Regions from separate parts of the Mus musculus genome. Here all the other regions are linked to region 3. The links are chromatin contacts, called in public Hi-C and HiChIP or PLAC-seq maps. All regions are on one chromosome and are shown on one strand. Each heading gives the region's core, a stretch centred on a gene start, on an enhancer-like site or on the middle of the called end of the contact. The rest is flanking DNA. Distances are from core to core; before and after follow the strand shown. Region 1 overlaps Col8a1 (collagen, type VIII, alpha 1). Region 2 overlaps Col8a1 (collagen, type VIII, alpha 1). Region 3 has its middle 4.1 kb from the start of Gm41463.

Region 1 (4,422 bases), core at 1,909-4,408, 480 kb before region 3:
TGGACTAGCCCCCAGGGAACGCTGTTCTCTCTATTTCTATGAGATCAAATTTTAGCTTCTTCGATGAGGTAGACTATGAGGGATTCTTTTGTTGTTTTATTTTTTTTAATTAGGTATTTATTTCATTTACATTTCCAATGCTATCCCAAAAGTCCCCCACCTACTCCCCCACCCACTCACTCCCACTTCTTGGCCCTGGCATATAAAGTTTGCACGGCCAATGGGACTCTCTTTCCACTGATGGCCGACTAGGCCATCTTCTGATACATATGCAGCTAGAGACACGTTTTATTAACTGAATCAATTCACTGAACATGATATCCTCTGGCTCCATTCAAGTTGTCACAATGACAGGATTTTCTGAATAGTAAGTATTCCATTATGCGACCATGCCACCTTCTCTTTCCCCATTCATTTAGCAGTGACACTTAGATTGGGTCTCTGTGTTGCTGATGTGAGAGGCCGCCTAGCATGTTTCTCAACAACTGCTTTGATTCGGTCTCAGCTCCTCCATTTTGCTAAACAGAAAATCCTCGGGCAAATCTCTGAAGTGTTTCGTACATTAATCGTTGTCTCTTTTCTCTACAATGGAGAAAATAACTATTTCATTGAATTGCTGTGGACTATTGAGTCTATATAAAGCATAGCAGTAACTCATAATAAATACTAAGCCTGTATTCATTTTTCAGTACTGTGGTACAAATACAGATATGATCAGAGCATATTAAAGTTTGTTTTTAGAACTCCCCATGTTGAACATAATGGATGAAATAAAGACAGAAGGAAAAAAGAATCAACGTTCAAATGATAGCATCCTTTTATCCAGTCAGCTACCAATGTAGTAAGTCAAAGGCGTCACTAGATGGCAATTGTGAGTCATAAAACTAGCTGCACTTGGTTGACCTCAATGGCTCTGACCTTGGCAAGTGTTTCCTGTGCCCTGTAGCTATAGGTTCAGGAGGTTCATTCTTAACTCCATGAGCCTTAAACAAAACGGTAGTCAGCAGAGCTTACCTGTTGTGGGTGTTTTTGAGGCACCTTTATAGGTACTAATACTTCTAAAGTCAGCTGCTCTGAGCCTGGGTTCACTTTGCCACCATATTCATCATACAGGGAATATACTTAACAGGAGTGTCTTAGGCCAGGTGACAACACAGTCTCAAAGTCTAAGAAGATCATCAGTGCTTCTAAAGTGTGTCTCCCTGCTAGCAACTTCAGTATCTTACCTGGTTACTTATTCAAAATGCAAATTCTATATAAAGCATAGCGGTAACTCATAATAAATACTAAGCCTTTATTCATTTTTCAGTACTGTGGTACAAATACAGATATGATCAGAGCATATTAAAGTTTAGCCCTCTTAGGACTGAGGATCACGGAGTCTGTGCTTTAAAAGTCTTCTCAGGCAATTCCTGAGCCTTCTCAAGTTTGAGACCCACAGAGATAACAATGTTTCAAACAGTATAAATGTTGACACTGCAAGAGTCATCAGACAATATTTGTACCCCACTTTAGTTTTACCTTTGTTGCCAAGTTAAATGACTCACTGGAAATGTAAGAAGATGGGCTGAAAATGATGGTAACCCCCAGAGTTAGATGTAGGAGGGTCAGACCCGATGCTAAGTTGAATATTCCAGCTTTTCTAACAATACACTTTACTACCTTCCTCCTCCAGACTGAGGCTATCAATTACACACTGTGTCCTAACTGAAAAATAAGTCACACGTGTATTTAGTTCTAAATGAGTTTAGCTCAATACACATTTCTATGGAATGCTATAAATCATTCCCTGAAGTGAAGATTTATATATGTGGTGGAGTGAAGGGGAATCAAATAAAACAATATACATGTGCAAAAAATTACAGAGCTTTGGAAAACAGATGAATGCCCCTAGGGATTCTGCGCAAAGGCAGAGATGTAGTCAATATGTTATTGACAGCAGTATCATGTCTATTAAGCGTAACTGACACTCACTGAATGTTAGCTGTGTTAACACAGTACTGAGCATTTTATAATTATTATCAATTGACTTAAACCTTGAACACCTTCTCGCACATCGACTCTCAGCCTTGTATTACTGATTATAATGTACATGCACTCATTGTAATATTTTCCTTGAAAGTCACTGTATCTGTTTCCATTTCTTAGAGAGATATTAGTACACTTAGAAAGGAGATTTAATATTTACTTCTCCATTCTCTGTAATGTGAAGTCAGTATAAATTTGTAGAGAAAGATGAATATATTCTTAATATATATAATCTTCCCCCCTAATTTTGATTTTTATTAAAGTAAAATACATGCTTTAGACCCGATTTTATCTTATGCAAATTAGATCTCTCCAAGCAAGTATAGATCCTTGTCACTCAGCTCAGTGGCTGTTTATAATTACTATCTGTTACTTTTATTAGATACTAGACACCAATCAACAATGTTTCTATAGTACATTCAATTAAATTAAAGTAAAATTAATTATTGGCATCTCTGTAAAACACCTTTCCTTAGGCCATTCAACCAGTAAGTAACAACCCTAGGCAAGGTAGCATTAACACTGGAACCTGGCGATGAGTCTCGGTCTTAGTATGAATGTGAGATCGGAGAAAGTTGGAATGGTGTTCCTCCTTGGAGCAAGGCTCTTAGACACTCAGAAGATTACCATTGTCTCCCCCATTTAAGATTATAATTACATTTCCTCCTTCCCTTTCCTCCCTCCAAAGACTCATTGCTCTCTTTGAAATTCATTGTCCTTTAAAAAAATCATTGCTATTGCATTAGATATATATGTATATTTACATACACACATACATACATACATACATACACGTATATTTGTAGTATATATACGTGCACACACACACATGCATGCACACGCACACACACACATGCATACACACACACACACACACACACACACACACGTATATATTCCTAAGGAACTAAGTACAACCTTCTCAGTTTGTAAAATATTACTCCTATACTTGTTTTCCGGGGTGACCATTAGGTAATCAAGCATATTTTTTCATAAAGCATAAAATTAGAAGGTTTTTGTTTTTCTTTCTTTTTTTTTTCCCAACCCAAAGACTGAGTGTCCGGTTATTCTTCATTCATTTGGAATGTTGGAAGTGGCCAGGTTCTCATGATAATAGACAAATTGTGAGGGGCAAGTGGCAGAGAGAGGGCATTGCAATTCTCTGAGTCACTAAGCAGAGGAAGTGGAGTCATGAGTGAGTAGCTGGTCTGGAATCATTGGCTTATTACACTTTTGTTTCTATTTTATAAGCACTCACTGTGAATGTGATTTTTCACAGTCAACATTTGCATCTTATCTTCACTGGACAGAAGTGCCAACTCCTAAGCTGGAAATTCAAATTGTAATGAAAATTCTGGCAGGACTCAAAGTTCTGCGCATGGATGACCCTTCCCAAGAGGTGCAGATGGGCAAGGATTAGTTAGATTTTTTTTAAAGCTATTTAACTTTTTCCCTGGGGGGGGGGATCACTTTTCTATAATGTAGGTTTTGATCTGTAGAATATTTGTACTGGGTAGAATAATTTAGAAGAAGACCCCTTCAGCTCTGAGGATCGGTGTATTTGTGAGATAACACGTAAATGAAACAGATGACTCATTTCTGAATTTTCATGGCAGCAAAATTTTAGTGTTACATCAATAAAAGGATTTATCAGACTGGCTAGGTCTCTATGAGTTCATGTAGGACTCTTCTAACAGTCCTGTGTTTCGCCTTTTAGGTTTGGCAGACCAGAGTTTTCATGATTTACTTCTACATGACCTTTCACATATCTTCCTGGCTAACACAAGGACAAATTCTGAACAGACTGCATTAGAAGTGGTTCATGGCCCACTTGTTTGATGGCAGAAGAGTTACAGCTCACACAGGGCTGTGTGTGCTTTCTGAGAATGACCAAGGCCATTTCTGCTTCATGCACACCCTACAACTTTGATCTTTAAACGTGTGATTGTGTCTCAAAGTGCCCTGCTACCTCAAGAGAATCTAGAAAACCCAAACACTGTATCTTCTTTGTCTATGGTGCTTGAATAATCTGCAGGGTGCTTTGTTCTCAACCAGAAAGGAAATATGATCAGGAAAGATGAATCTACAAAGCATTATTATTATTACTGGCACATCTGTGATTGAAAACAAAATCACATTTAATATCCACTTCCCGTACTGGGAACAGTTGTCTTTCTAGTTTGCATCAATTTTGGAATCATTTACAATAAATTTCAATCTCTCTCCCTCTCTCCCTCTCTCTCTCTCTCCCTCTCTCTCTCTCTCTCTCTCTCTCTCTCTCTCTCTCTCACACACACACACACACACACACGCACACACACACAGGCAGATGGTCAGTTTGAAAAATTTTGCATCAAAATTTAAATTAAGATGTAGAAGTATTTGAATTCTCTC
Region 2 (4,108 bases), core at 495-2,994, 500 kb before region 3:
CTTGATAAAAATGGACTGAACCTCTGAACCTGTAAGCCAGCCCCAATTAAATGTTGTCTTTATAAGAAAAAAAAAAAAGATGAGTGCATTACTACACACCATTCTAGTTTCCTTTTGTCCCATTCAACAACTGTGAGAGGAACTAGAAATGACTCAACACCAACCAGGACACCACTTTTGCCTCAGTGGATATCCAGACAATGGCAAACATGCTTGAAAAAAAAATCCAGTGCCCCATCTGTTCCTTTTCTCTCTAGTTTCCTCCTCATTTATCCCCAGTCTTCCTGTCTGATTTCTTTACCCTTTACCAGCTATTTGGTTCCCACTCGGTGTTTATAATCTCATCAGATCACTTTGAACCTGTGCCAGAATAAAGACTAATGCTTTATCATGGTGGGATACAAGACTCAAACCATCTTCTCTCCTTTCTGGATCAAGGACAGACTTCTTGTAACCAAAGAGATATGCCAGTGTGGGAAGATTCAGGTAGCCCCATAAAGCAGTCATTTTTGCCTCAAGACAAAAATAATTCTCCATAGCTCTACAGAGTGCTTAAGATTCCAACTAAATTTCTAGAACCTAGGAAAGCTATCGCAGCCTCAGAATTGTGATAATTATGACTGACCTATGATTGAGATGAGAAACGAGGAATGTAGGAGTACTGAGAAATCTGGATGGGCTGTCCTGACTGGGACTATGTAAAGGGTAATGTGGAGGTTCAAGGTCACAAGTGCCTTGGAGACTAGAAGCATCAGATGGAGGGATGAAGTTGAGCCTTGCCACACAGTCCCTCTACCAGATCGTGGGGATGCTGGTCAAGATGCTGTGATTGCCGTGTGGCTGTTACATCACCACTAAGAGGTGAGTATGAATATATTCAAAAGGATTTCCTGTAGTCTGCCTTTATAGAAGTAGAGTCAACCTTCAGCAAAGCTCTTTGGAGACTGACTGTCCCCTAAGTTTGCTTCAGATGAGAAGTTTTGGCTGTTGGCAAGGCTTGGAACTCAGCCTTCTTTCCCAGCCACCCATGGCAGGGGCTGCTGCTTCCCAGACATGTGTGAATGTATAGAGTAAATGACTGACACCCTTGTCATAGCACATGGCTAGAGTTTCAAAGCATAGACACTGTATTCTAGGCAGGAAAGAAGCTGACTCGCCCCCACCCCAGCCCCCAGCCAAGCTACATGTGACAAATGGCCAGTAGAAGGCCCAAACCAAGGTTCTTCTATGCTATTTTTATCTTAGTCTCTGATCACATGGGGGGGGGCAGTGGGGGGAGAGCTAAGGCTTCTCTGATCATCAGTTTAAAGATCTCACAGCCCAAGAGGCAAGCACCCTCTCCTGGAGTCAGACTCACAAGCCTGCTGGATCATTGTGCATATTCCTAGTCTGGAATGTGCCAAGGATAGCCAGGAGATGCACACATTCACTACTGTTTCTCCCTATATAAATTTCTCCTAATAAACACAGCTTGGCCCTTCGCCTTTGTCTGCATAACAACCTTCAGATACTGTCCAGCATTCTATCTAAAGAGATTGGAGTTCTTTCTCTACAAAGGAGAAGAGAGATGTGTTCATCTGGTAATTAATCAATTGATCCATTCCTTTAATACAGTTCAATATCCAGCAAATGCCAAGCAGGTGCTGGAGACCTAACAATGAGCAGAGAGTGAGATCCCTGTCCTGGAATGACTCAAAGTGCAGGGCTGCTTGGCTGAGGCCCTGGCCACTCAGACTCCTCCCCTTGGTCAGTTCTGCTTCTATGAGTTAGTAACAGGGGTGGGGGTGGGGGAACATTGAACTCCTGGTCCTGTGTATTGGTCTGGCTGACTCACTAAGATAGTAAGTGCCAGCATTTTTACAATCTCATGTTGGCTCCCCTCCACCTCCCAGCATGTGATTGGGCTTCTTCTACCTTCTGGTCCTTGAAGTGTATCCATAGAAAACAAACTTATTTCAAGATCTGTCCGACGAGACTTGCAAGGAATGTAAATAAAGGACACTGCTGCATAGCAAACACAAGTAGCAACTGAATAACCTGAGTGTATGGCCTTACACAGGAGTACAAGGAACAGTAAGTTATTCATGAGAACTGTTAAAAAATTGGGGAGTTACTACACTTACATATTATCTGGCATACGATGATATTAAAGCAATCTTAAAATATCATAATAAATTTTACTATTACTTATTCTAACTTCTGAAGTGTCAAATGGTTCATAACTGTAATAGCTATTCTCAGATGTCAATTTGACTTCACCTGGAATTAACTAAAACCCAAGTGGCTGGGTATACTGGTAAAGGATTTTTTTTTCCTCAATGAAATTATTTGAAGTGGGAAGACCCACTATTAGTTCTGATCTTTTCAGGTGAAAAGATTCACCTTTAATCTGGGCCATTCCTTCTGGTGGCAATCTATATAAAAGACATGGAAGAAGGGAGCTTGCTCTCTTTGCCTGCTCTCTCTCTCTCTCTCTCTCTCTCTCTCTCTCTCTCTCTCTCTCTCTCTCTTGCTGGCAAGTCCATTCCTTTACTGGCATTGCAGCCAATGTCTTCAGGATACCAGAGCATACTGAAGACCAGACGAGACATCCAGCCTTGTGAACTGCAACTACTGCAGTTTTGGACCTTCTTTTGGTAGACAGCCATTGTTGGACTAACTGGACTACAGCCTGTTAGCCATTTTAATAAATTCCTTTCTATATTTATGTAGATTCTGTTCCCCCACAGAAGAGATTAATACAGTAACCCGTGGTGTAATTTTCTACTTAAAAAATTTAAAAAGTATGCACCATCTAGTCACCATCTTATCTTCAAACCTATCATTTCTCTCTCCCCCTACCGATAGTTATCAATGCAGACATTTGATTACAGAGACAAACAAGGTAAATTGCTGCCCATCTTTGAGTTCTGATTGAGTACAGATGTGGATATTTTTAGCACGTGCTAAAGGCTCTTTTGGATTGAGCAGGTGAAGTATATACTATGTGGAAAAAAAATTTCAAAGAGTTTTCCTTACTACACCATTTCTGTGGACAAGTATTTACTTTTAAATATCTGTGTCTCAGGAAACACGGCTAGGGTTCTTAATGGCTGAGCCATCTCTCCAGGATCTTTAAAAAAATTCTCAAAATAAGGATATATGTGTGTAGAAATTATGATAGAACTTAACTTTATTTTGTGTCTGATACTTGAAATATAACCAGTGCTTCCCATGGTTGCTTACTTAGTCCATTCATAATGAGCTAAAGAAGTCTTAGCTCAACACCCACTGTAGAGTTGGGGTACCTATATGACATCATCAGGGACAGGAAGGGGCCACCTGCATATCTTTTTATATACAATTCAGTTTTATTTTTATTATTGTTTGTATTATTTAACTTTTTAAAAATTTATCTACTTATTCTTTTTGTGTGAGTATGTTGTAGCTGTCTTCAGACACAAGAGAAGAGGGCAGCAGATCTTATTACAAATGGCTGTGAGCTACCATGTGGATGGTAAGAATTGAACTCAGGACCTCTGGAAGAGCAGTTAGTGCACTTAACCACTGAGCCATCTCTCCAGCCCTTAACCTTTAAAAATAGACTTAGGTAATTTTAAAGTTCACAGCAAAACTCAAGGGAAAGAGCAGAGTTCCTGCATATCCTCCCTCTCTCTAAGCCTGCACAGGCTCTGCATCATCAGCATCCTGTACCAGAGTGGAACATTTGTTAGACATGATGAACCTCCACAGGCACATCACCCAAAGTCCAGTATCACAATTGGAGCCTCCCTGGGTATTGTATATTCTTCAGTTTGTACAAGGGATAAGGACACACATTTGCCATTCTAGCATGGCATAGCATAGTTTTAACAACTTCAGTATCCTTTATGTTCTGCCTGCCTGTCCATTCATCTCCAATTAACCAGCCTCTGTAATCACTAACTCATGCTTTAAGCATTTACAGATGCTAATAGTAAGGAGGCTTTTCATATCTGTTTCATTACTTAGAAGCATGCATTCATGTAAGCGCCCCCATTCATGTGCTTTTATGGCTTGATAGCTTGTTCGGTTTTGGCACTGAATAACATTCCATTGGTTGGATGTTTTACAGTTTATTTATGAACAG
Region 3 (3,826 bases), core at 93-2,592:
GTGTTTCCCACAAACAAAATCTACCATAGTTCAAAATCATTTTCACACTCCATGTCTCAAGTTAATGACCTAGCTTTATCTTTCTCAGAGTTGTCAAAGTTTAGAAAAATATTTACAGAGTCCTTTATGATTCTGACTCACCATCTATGTAAAATCTGGCTTTGACTCATATGATCCAAAGGAGCCTCTTGCCCCTTGGTCTTCTGTTTCTTTAAGTGTGTATCTGTTTGCAACCTACACTCAGCTTTGGAGTTGTCCCTGAATGCTACCCTCCACACCAACGAAATTGTATAATTTCTTCTAAAACAGTCTGTCCTTCCTCGTTTCTTAAACTTTTGTTAAATTATTCCTAAATTATTTGTTTTCCAAACAATTTTATATGAGTAAATTTTATTCATGAATATCATATCAATCTTATTAAAATTCAACCCTGTTCATCACATTCTCACTCTAAAAATGACAGAGATTTCCCAGGATCTATAAAATGTATAAATTTACTAGCCACATTTCCAGTCACTAACTACTACATATGTAATATCTCTATTTCTATCTGTCTGTCTGTCTGTTTGGCTGGCTATCTATCTATCTATCTATCTATCTATCTATCGATATATAACACATAGAGATTATATATATACATATACATATATATATATATGATACATGTTATACATATATTTCCTGATTTCACAGATTTTTTCACTATATTGAAATTCTGTGTCAAATAAACTGAATATTAAGTTTTAGTTTATTGTCCCTTTTCAGAATTTAGGCCAGTCTGTTGCTTATGCAAAGAGGGAATATCTTCTGTCTTAATAGTTAAAGATATTTCCTCCATTTTGCTCATTTCCTGTAAGATCCCCTTAACTTTTATCTGCAATAATTTATTACCAATGTGCATTAGAATCATTTTCACTCACATTTACCTCTCCTGCTAGATTCCAACCTCTAGTAGCATTCAGATTTCCTTCATTTACACTTTCTTGTGTTTGTAAGCTCTCAATAGATGTATATTATATCTAATTAGGCTAACAAATAAGAAGCCTACATTATATTCAAGATAAGAAATCTCAGAGAAAAAAAACAGATATATTTTTGGAAGTGGTCAGACAAATGCTATCTAGCAGTTAAGATTGTTAAAGCTGAGTGAAACCTGGCAGTGCAGAATCTCTAGACTTGAATGGAATGAAGCTCCCATCCCTGTGTCTAGTTTTTACTCTTAGCTAAGGAATCTGACTCACTGGTAAACCACGCTATCACACAAACATTTAAAAGTAAGAATAAAGCACAAATACTCCTGTGATAGCATCATCCTTGCTTTGTCCTGCTGCCTAGAAGCTACAAAGAAATATATATCATGACCCTGAAAAAACTATGACACATAAACACAGAGCCTGATGTGTTTCTTAGCAGCTGGAGGGCTTTTTCAAGTAGACTTACTCATGAAAGACTGGAACACTTTAGAGATGATCCAGAAGATGATTAAAGAACTGAAAGCAAAGGCAAGCTGGGAGGGGGGAACTACACAACTTAAGAAACGAAGACCCAAAAGTCATATTGTGCACTCTTTAAATAATCAGAGGGACTTGATTTAATGATTGGTCAACAGCTGCTTCCAAATTTGGGGATGCACAGAATATTTGGCTTAAACCATATTAGTAGGGGCATAATTTTGCTTGGAATAATACCACATGAGCAATAAATACAAAATTAATTTCCTTTCTGCAAAAGATGAATCTCTTCCATATTTGTGGAGTTCATTAGGATGCCACTGGGGCAATGTCTAATGCTAAGTCTCAGGGATTCTTCTCACAGTTCTGTCCTTACAGAACCTTGAGAAATGAGGGTCACCTTTAAGGGAAATTTTACTTCCCTTGGTGGTTTTTTATTTACCCTATCTTCAAGTCGTTTTTAGATATTTTGCATCTGTGAAAAATTTTACTATCACAATGGAAAGCTTACCCTGACAGAGAGGGCTTGCCAGTGCTGTAGGTTAGATTTGCCTTTAAATCATCCAGCCCATCAAAATAGTTCTCTGTATATAATATACTATGGATAAAATATCATTATTGATATTTATACTACATTTTCTTATGACCACTTATCTTTGAACATTGGAATATAATCCAGTTTTGTAAAATTCTGAATTACACACAACAAAATATAAATATATTAAGTGGCTTTTTCTAAGATTCAGGGAACGGATTGAGTAAATAGCTTTATAAAATAAGTGTTAAAAAAAACCCACAAATTCTATTCTGTCCCATCTCTTCTAACAAAAATGACAAAGACAATCTGACTTGACACAGAACTGAAGTGAATGCTCCATTTAAAACATCATGTGCTTTTTTTTTCATGGCATTAAGAAATCTTCAGGAAAATTAATGGAACTGGAAAATATTATATTAAGTGAGGTAACTCCGGCTCAGTAAGACAAACACCACATGTTCCCTCTCACATGCAGATCTTATCCTTGGATTTTTATGTACATGCAATCAAGTGAGAAAGAACATGGAAATAGGTCATGAAACTAGGAAGGGGACCGTGGTAGAGTGAAATGACGTCTGAAGAATGAATGTTGTGATGATCCTAGAATGCATATGACATGAACGTGGGAAGAGAATACTGAGGACAGAAGGCTATAAAGACAGGGGCTGGCTGGGCGGGGTCGGGGGGAGTAGCAAAGCAATGAGGAAAAGGATTGGGCAAAGAAGGATAAAACAAAAAAGGTATTAGAAAAATGTCATAAGAACACCCATTACTGTAGTGGATAACTACAGAGAAACAATATTCTCCAAACCAAAAGGACAGGCACAATATCTGCCCAAGCTCAAGCCAGACAAAATTCCAACATGGAGGAGGGGATATCTATGAACAAAATCCCACCTCTAGCTATTGGTAATTGATCGTAATCATTTTTTAAAGGGTGTGGCAGCTGACAAGTCATCCACTCAATGGGGCAAGAGTTTTGGGTGACACACATTGGACTAGATGTGTTTAGTAGGGAAACAAGGGCTAACCGGAAAGAGTTGGGGGATGGTAACTATGACTAAAACATATTGCACAAAATTCCTAAAGAATTTTGGAAAGGAGACACACACATACAGAGAAAGAGACAGAGACAGGGACAGAGACGACAGACAGAAAGAGAGAGACAGAGAGAAAAGAAAGAGATAGAAACACTCACTGTGCCAGGGCCCACGTGTACAGAGAAAAAGTCACACACACACAAACACACAGAGAGAGACAGAGACAGAGGCAGAGAGAAAAAGACGCTCAAAAGAGGAAGAGAATGGTTAAAAATAGATTCAAATTGATAGAAATACAACATAATCCTAAATGATCTGCATTATGTAGTGCACAGTACTAGAATCACAGTGGCCGGCTCCATCGTGCACTGCAAGGAAATACCATAAGATGTCAGAAGTGTGTGAAATCTCTTCCTGGGAGGCAATTCCCTCCTCTGACTGGCAGCAGGGTTCCAGTCTTTTATGTCTTGTGAAATTTTAATTTTCCTGGATCCTTCATTTCAATAGTCTGGTAGCAAAAGAAAGGGGTACCACTTTTTCTTTAAAATGCCTGCTCTCCTGCCAGGCTAGTAAAACTGCCATCTATAAAGAACAGGGATTTTAAAAAATTTTAATATACCAACATAAAAGCAGTCCAGTAGGAAATGTACAATTTTATTATGTCATTCATTCATTCATTTATTCATTCATTTTGGGGTACCTGTGCCAGGGCCCACATGTGAAGACCAGATGGCATCTTATAGGAATCTATTCTCTCCTTCTGTTGTGTCTATCCACAAGGATTGAACTCAGTTTTA

What was found. Hi-C and Micro-C count contacts between places; a contact is called where the count stands out from the background. HiChIP or PLAC-seq counts read pairs in DNA pulled down with a chosen protein or histone mark.
Region 1: a contact with region 3 is called in a Hi-C map of adipose-derived mesenchymal stem cells, with 1.7 times the contacts expected there. The contact joins two enhancer-like sites. A contact is called at or near these places in 2 of 15 datasets of contacts at CTCF or cohesin (pro-B cells and stem cell-derived epiblast-like cells), 16 of 484 Hi-C or Micro-C datasets (the C2C12 cell line, the G1E-ER4 cell line, the HPC-7 cell line and 12 more) and 1 of 115 datasets of contacts at active chromatin or transcription factors (embryonic fibroblasts).
Region 2: an H3K27ac HiChIP or PLAC-seq map of a colorectal cancer cell line shows a contact between it and region 3, with 6 times the contacts expected there. The contact joins two enhancer-like sites. A contact is called at or near these places in 6 of 484 Hi-C or Micro-C datasets (adipose-derived mesenchymal stem cells, muscle stem cells, trophoblast stem cells and 1 more) and 2 of 115 datasets of contacts at active chromatin or transcription factors (a colorectal cancer cell line and embryonic fibroblasts).

Annotation. Positions count from the first base shown.
Region 1 is chr16:57,668,628-57,673,049 of GRCm38.p6, forward strand. All of the region lies in intron 2 of Col8a1 (collagen, type VIII, alpha 1), which reads right to left. Among named protein-coding and RNA genes, the nearest start is that of Gm51269, 60 kb to the left of the region's middle. Within about 2 kb of position 3,159, at least 47 of the 459 cell types and tissues checked have an H3K27ac peak or open chromatin away from gene starts, as enhancers often do. A contact at or near this core is called in adipose-derived mesenchymal stem cells, where this site is marked.
Region 2 is chr16:57,648,292-57,652,399 of GRCm38.p6, forward strand. The region is part of intron 2 of Col8a1 (collagen, type VIII, alpha 1); the gene reads right to left. Among named protein-coding and RNA genes, the nearest start is that of Gm51269, 40 kb to the left of the region's middle. Within about 2 kb of position 1,745, at least 39 of the 459 cell types and tissues checked have an H3K27ac peak or open chromatin away from gene starts, as enhancers often do. A contact at or near this core is called in adipose-derived mesenchymal stem cells and a colorectal cancer cell line, where this site is marked.
Region 3 is chr16:58,150,824-58,154,649 of GRCm38.p6, forward strand. No RefSeq gene overlaps it. Among named protein-coding and RNA genes, the nearest start is that of Gm41463, 4.1 kb to the left of the region's middle. Within about 2 kb of position 1,343, at least 3 of the 459 cell types and tissues checked have an H3K27ac peak or open chromatin away from gene starts, as enhancers often do. A contact at or near this core is called in adipose-derived mesenchymal stem cells and a colorectal cancer cell line, where this site is marked.